2 separate regions of the Mus musculus genome follow, and region 1 is linked to region 2. Evidence: chromatin contacts called from public promoter capture Hi-C data. All regions are on one chromosome and are shown on one strand. The core of a region is the stretch at or near the end of the contact, and the rest is flanking DNA. Distances in the headings are between cores, read along the strand shown.

Region 1 (3,339 bases), core at 540-3,039, 120 kb before region 2:
TTTAAGTTACTTGCAAGTCTTTTGGTATTCTATTTAGTCTGCCTGTTAAATCTTTTTGGTCAATCACCTCCCTTATAAACTAGCTGCTCTGGGGATTATAATGTTATAACATTCTACACGATCTACACTAGTTTCTCACAATCTACTTGGATTACATCATGTGTGAATCTTGAATCACTTTGCTCTAATTGCCACGCTGGAGGTGCTTAGAGAACAGAAGTAAAATAGGAATGCTGTTTTGTTTATCACTGCAGAAGCTAGAAGGTCAAATTCGCTGTACAGCAGGACCCGTGCCTCCTGCATGCTGAGCTCGGACTCTGACCATGACCATTCCTGAGCCACCTCACCTTTGTCTCCTCATATCATCTTTCCTTCATGTGTCTCTGTGCCCAAATTGTGCCTTGTTTTAAGGACACTGGCCAACTCTTAAGTACAAGGTCTGCCCTCATGAAATCATTTTAACTAGATTCCTTTTGTATAGGCCCTACCTTCAAGCAAGCTCTATTTCTGAACTACTCAGGGCTCAGTGTTTTAATATAAAAATTTTGAACAGACACAGTTTAATCTATAACATCTCTCCATACTGATAGTTGTCTCGGTGTTACATCATCTTTCAAATTAAAAAACCTAATGAAAAAGCTGTCCACTAAATATGTCAAGATATTTTCATTTCTGTTCTCCCTCACAACCACGCCTCTTTAATCGAAGAACATCCCATGAGTTTTTCTAAGGCAGTGATCCCCAGAGCCCTCTCATCTGAGAATGTCTGCTTTCCTCTCTGCCCCAATACCTCTTTCCTGGATCTAGATGCAATTGTTTTGTCTTGTAAACACATTTAAAATTCCACTAACTTCCAGCCATCACTGTTTCTGATTAGAAGCCCAGTTATTTGAATTGTTTCCTCTGATAAAAACAAGCAAGCAAGCAAACAAACAAACAAAAAACCAAGGTAATTTGATATTGCTGTGTCTTTATGTTTTGGTAATTTTGTTCTGATGGGTCCAGGCTTCTTTTGATTCAAGTTTATATTGTTTGGGGCCTTACTGTGCTTCTAGCATCTAAGTTTCTGACCTTTATTAAGTTTAGTTCCATCCACCCACTCTTCCTCTTGTTTACATGCGTGGCCTTTACCTCTTCTTCATGGATACCTGACATTTGCCGTTGTCCCACGGGTCCCCTGTTCTTGTTTGTCCCAGTCTTTTTCTTCCTGTTTATAGGTTTCATGGCTTCTGTTGCTCTATCTTTAAGTTCACTTCCTCTTGCTGTTCTCAATCCCAGCAGGCCCTTGAAACACATCCAGGTGTTTGCCCTTGTAGACTGTGTAGTTTGAATGTAAATTTTCCATTTAGTTCTTCTATCTTCTCTCTGTGTGAGTAGCTTTCTTTCTGTCTTTACAGTCAAAGGATTTTGCCATTACTTATTGAAACATAACTTTTATAGATGTTTGATTTTTTTCCCTAATAATTCTAGCATCTGTGTCATTTTGGATCTACTATATATTGTGCTTCCCCTCGTGACATGGCAATGTTTTCCTGGTTTTCTTTATACTTAGTTTTTGATCTTATCTTTTTCCTTAGAAAACTATTTTATGATACTCTGGGTGTTGTTTCTATTTGTGGCAGTTTATACTTTCGTTTTAATAAATATTAAAAGCAGGTCATGTTTATGCTACAAGTTCAAAAATGCTATCTTCAGGCTGCGGTTTTCATTTCAGTTCCTCTTTTAGCTCTGTTCCACAATTGCCAAATCACCAGCATGGGGTCACACAGGTCACCAGTATGGGGCTTAAGCTGTGCTCTCTCTTGTACTTCAGTTGCAGAGTCTCCGTCTCCTGCTTATGGTCACAAAGTACAGCCAGTTGCCGAGCTCCAGAGTTTACTTGCTCTTCTGGCTCATTTTCATAAGCCATAACTCTCCCTGAAACATTCCCCAGTACTTTCTTGCCTCCCAAGTGTCTACTCTCTATCAATGTCAAATGATCCATCAGTAGAAAATAATCTACTGAGAAGCCAGGGCTTTGGCTTCCCTGACTGGATGAGTACTTTCTTTCTAAGAATTCCATTTACTTTGGGGCCAAGCATTAGAGAAAGAAAAACAGCAACAGAGCAAGACTCACGGCCTTTCTGCGTCTTCGGAAAGCTGGGGCAAGAACTGCTGCAAGTTCAAGGCTGGACCGGGATACTGCAGCAGACCCTGTCTCCCAAAGAGCAAACAGGGAAGGTAGGTGGAGCGAGTTGAGGGAAGAAGAGAAAGAGCAACAGGATTCTCTCTACTCTCTTGAAATCAAAGTCCTTCTGACCTGAGAGAAGGCTTCTTTCCCCTCTCCTGGGGTTTCATGGAGGCAGCCTTGTGACTGAAGCAGTCACCTGGGGACTTGGCAAGTGAAAAGGAAAGAACTAAAGGAAACAAAACCTTCCAGCTCAGAAGGTTCTCCTGCTTATTCTGATCTTCCTCGATTTCGACCCCACCCCTGCTCTACCCTGCTCCACCCTTACCCCAGCAATGTGTCCTGTTCTCACCAGCATTCAACACCACTCTTTGACTGTCTTGAGGAGAGAGAGAGAGAGAGGGAGAGGGAGAGAGGGAGAGAGAGAGAGAGAGAGAGAGAGAGAGAGAGAGAGAGAGAGAGAGAGAGAGAGAGACTATGGTTTTGAGAAAACAGAAGCATAGGGTGTGGCATAGTGGCACGTGCTCATAATCCTAGCATTTGGGGCTGAGCCAGAAGCATCTTGAGTTTGAAGCTAGCCTGGACTTCATCACAGGATACCATTCCCAAATAATCAAGTAAACACAAAGTTAAAACCTCAGCATCACTGAAGGGTTATTCTGTCAAGCTGTCATTTTGTTTCTATTTTCTGCGATTGTTTACTTTTCAGGGTCCTGAGGTCATAGGTCATACAGTTTGCTCAGTGTATGCTACTGCCCAATGGTTCACTGTGCAGAGCTCAGTTTGCCTATGGGGAAAGTGGGCTTGCATTAACCGTTTGAGGCTGAACAGGGAATATGATTTAATGCCTCCTTATACAAACTATCAGAGGATATGTCTACAATCCCACTACTGAGCTGTGATACAGTCATTTCCATGATCCTACAATTATTGTTTCCAGAAAATTTGCTTTCAGTGATCCCCCTAAATATGGTAAGGAGTCACAAGAAGAAAGGAAGTGAGAAAAGAAAAAAATACATATTTCCGGGAAACCTTCCAAATTTGACATTGTCTGAGGCATTTTATAGCTGTTTATGACCTAGACTCTGTGAAATAACTTTTAAAGCTGGGTTTGGTAGTACAGTTTTGCAGTCCTAATACTGGAGAGCTTGAGGGAGACAGATAATGAGCTT
Region 2 (3,360 bases), core at 474-2,973:
GACTTGGATCAGCTGCTCCACCAATACAGTGAAACCTTGGCACAAGCATACAGTACTCGACCGGACCTAAAAGGCTCGCATTTGACAGGGGCAGAGCAGACTTGATTCATGAACAGAAGCAGTTTCATTCGAGAGGGACAGAGGAAGGCAGGAGCTGCAGTGACCACAGAAACAGAGGTAATTTGGGCCCAGTCTCTCCCCGCAGATGCCTTAGCTCCTAGGGCTGAACTGATGCTATCCCAGGCCCTCATCATGGGAAAAAGGCTAGCCATCAACATCTACACCGATAGCCGGTATGCGTTGGCCCATATACATGAAGCCATATACCAGGAGAGAGGGATCCTAACTGCAGAAGGAAAAACTATCAAAAACAAAGATGGGATCCTACAGTTCCTTGAAGCCCTCTGGCTGCCAATGAGAATGGCAATCATACATTGTCCAGGCCATCAAAAAGGAACCACGGCAGTCACCAGAGGTAAGAACTTGGCTCACAGAGCTGCCAAAGAGGCAGCCTTAGAGGAAACAGCTGCCTCCGTGTTAGCTGCAACTTTACCAGAACCACCCGACCCCAACCTACAGGAATGCCCAGCCTACACGGAGGAGGAGGTCAAATGAGCCAAGAGTCAGCCCATGAACCAGTGTTCAGAGGGCTGGTGGCAGATGGCTGAAGGTAAGCTAATATTACCTGCCCCCCTAGCAAGGTCTATCCTCAAAAAAATCCACAGAATCACTCACATGGGAGTGAAACGGATGGCAGATACAGTGAGACAATCTAAAGTGATTTTCAGAAAAATGCAGCGTACTGTCGAAGATGTAATATCAAGCTGCAGAGCTTGCCAATTGACCAACACCCACAGCACTGCCAAACATTCTGGCTTATGTCTGTGAGGATAGAGACCAGGGGACCTACTGGGAAGTTGATTTTACAGAAATCAAACCAGGAAAGTACAGCTACAGGGACTTACTAGTGTTCGTGGATAGCTTCTCTGGGTGGACAGAAGCCTTTCCAACAAAGACTGAGACTGCAAAGGCAGTGGCTAAGAAGTTGCTGGAAGATATCCTACCGAGGTATGGATTCCCTCATATGACAGGGTCAGACAATGGGACAGCATTTGTGTCCAAAGTAAGCCAGGATGTAGCGAGATATATTGGGACAGATAGGAAGTTACATTGTGCACAGGCCCCAAAGTTCAGGACACGTAGAAAGAATGAATCAGACACTTCAGGAGACCTTGACTAAATTAGCCCTAGAGTCTGCCATAGACTAGGTGACACTCCTTCCCTTTGTGCTTACCAGTTAGGACTAACTCCTTTTGAAATCATGTATGGTGTCCCTGCCCCTATTGTCCCTAACCTTCAGTCAGTAGCCATTGCAGAATTAGAAGGTTATGAAATTCATAACGAAGGTCAGAGCAACTCAATGGGTTCACGAGCAGGGTTGGTCTAAACTGTGTGCCCTCTATGAAGCAGGCCCCAGTTCCAGAGCCCCATAAGTTTCAACCTGGAGACTAGGTCTACGTGAGGCAGTTTTGCCAGAAAGCGCTGGAGCCTTGTTAGAAGAGACCCTACATTATCCTGCTAACAATTTTAACAGCTGTAAAGGTGGACTGTATCACTACTTGGATACACTGCACTCACCTGCTGATCTGTTCTCTCCAGAAGAAGATCGCTAGACTTCACAGCTGCCACTGCCAGAATGGAGGGTCCAAAAGGGCACTCATCCCTTCAAGTTAAAATTAACTCTGTCCTAAGCTTGCTGTTTTTACTGGCTTCATGCACTGCTGTTCCTAGCCCATGTCTCCATTCAGAGATCAAAAACTCACACCAGCCTTATGACTTGACTTGGACAGTTGAGAATCCTGAAACGGGTTACCGGGCCCAACCTCCTAATACAAAAAAGTCACTTGGGACCCGGTGGTTTCCAGATTTAACCTTTGATCTGTGCCAGCTGGCTGATAACTCATGGCCTGACACCTAACAGACTTTATGGCATTCATATCCACCATGTCGGTGAAGAACTTTATATATGTCCAGGACAGAAAAGGACTATTACATGTGGGGGTCCAGAACAATTTTACTGTACTTCCTGGGGGGTGTGAGACATCAGTTAGAGGGCTAAAAAACCTGGGGAGTGTCGAAGGAAGACCTTATCACAGTTGGCAGGAAGGGGAGCAGGTCTGAAGTTTTACTGAGGTTTACAGACAAAGGGAAACAGGGAAGGGTTGGGAAGCTGAGAGGTCCTGGGGCCTCTGACTCCATGTCAATGACTCCATGTCATTGGAGGGATTAGTCCAGGCCTCCTCTTCACCATCAAACTTGTGGTAAAACCAATTGTGAACCCCCTGCGGGTGGCTGTAGGACCAAATCGGATTTTGGCAAACCCTAAACCAAGAGGTCTTGCCCCGAAAAAACCTGCGCCAAAGCCCGTCCTTGGACTGCTGCCCCCTCCCCAAGTCCTCCCCCAGCAGGGGTCCCCAGCCCCAGGATCTTTTTTGAATCGCACAGAGCTGGTAGATCTGCTCTGGTCAATGATGCTAAAAACCTTTCAGATTTTGAACGGCTCCCGGCCAGAGCTAACCACCTCCTGCTGGCTGTGCTCTAATGCCAGACCCCCTTTTTATGAAGGTGTTGGATTTATATCTAGATATAATAAGTCTGAGAGAGACACTGCATGCAGATGGTCCCAAGAGGTCCAGCCTTAATCCTGCAGACCACCATATCAAGACAGGGGACCTGCCTGGGGAACATTCCCTTGTCACATCAGCACCTTTGTAACCAAAAAACCCCCATGGTTCATTCAAACTGGGTTATTCCTACCCACCCACCCACCCCTGAACAGGCTTGGTGGGACTGTTCAACAGGGTTGACTCCATGTGTGCACGGAGAGGTCCTTAATTCCCCTACTGCAAAAGAGTTCTGTATTGTAGTTCAGTTGGTGCCACGCATAACCTATTATTCAGAAAAAATAGTGCCAAAGAACCTAATAGGGCATGTTGGGGGAGACCTCATGAGACAGAAGAGAGAACCTATTTCCCTAACTTTGGCTGTAATTCTGGGAGCAGGGCTAGCTCCGGGATAGCAGCCCTAACGTTGCAAGAGAAGAACTACAACAGCCTTAAATTAGATATAGATCAAGACATCCAATACTTAGAAAAATCCATCGCATACCTAGAGCGAAATGTAGATTCTCTGGCTGAGGCAGTTCTTCAGAACAGACGAGGGTTAGACTTTGCTCCTGCAGCAGGGAGGCTTGTGTGCGGCTCTATGAGAAGAATGTTGCTTTTAGGTAAATCACTCTGGAATAATCAGAGAATTACTAGCTAAGGTTAGAGAAAGCATAGAGAGGCGCCAAAAAAGAAC

Evidence for each region. Promoter capture Hi-C pulls out the DNA fragments that hold promoters and counts their contacts.
Region 1: a contact with region 2 is called in a promoter capture Hi-C map of liver, with 3 times the contacts expected there. The contact joins the enhancer-like site here to the promoter of Cmah in region 2. A contact is called at or near these places in 8 of 39 promoter capture datasets (the C10 cell line, the HPC-7 cell line, HPC-7-derived erythroid cells and 4 more), 3 of 15 datasets of contacts at CTCF or cohesin (CD8 T cells, large pre-B cells and pro-B cells), 16 of 484 Hi-C or Micro-C datasets (the C10 cell line, CD4 T cells, CD8 T cells and 7 more), 7 of 115 datasets of contacts at active chromatin or transcription factors (bone marrow-derived macrophages, fibro-adipogenic progenitors, heart atrium and 3 more) and 2 of 9 other capture datasets (adipose tissue and liver).

What each region holds. Positions count from the first base shown.
Region 1 is chr13:24,443,296-24,446,634 of GRCm38.p6, reverse strand. All of the region lies in intron 11 of Cmah (cytidine monophospho-N-acetylneuraminic acid hydroxylase), which reads right to left. Among named protein-coding and RNA genes, the nearest start is that of Gm22013, 42 kb to the left of the region's middle. Within about 2 kb of position 1,789, at least 77 of the 459 cell types and tissues checked have an H3K27ac peak or open chromatin away from gene starts, as enhancers often do. A contact at or near this core is called in the HPC-7 cell line, adipose tissue, bone marrow-derived macrophages and 6 more, where this site is marked.
Region 2 is chr13:24,325,767-24,329,126 of GRCm38.p6, reverse strand. It overlaps Cmah (cytidine monophospho-N-acetylneuraminic acid hydroxylase), which reads right to left and starts at 1,723. Exons shown (of 17, transcript NM_001111110.2): 1 at 1,639-1,723.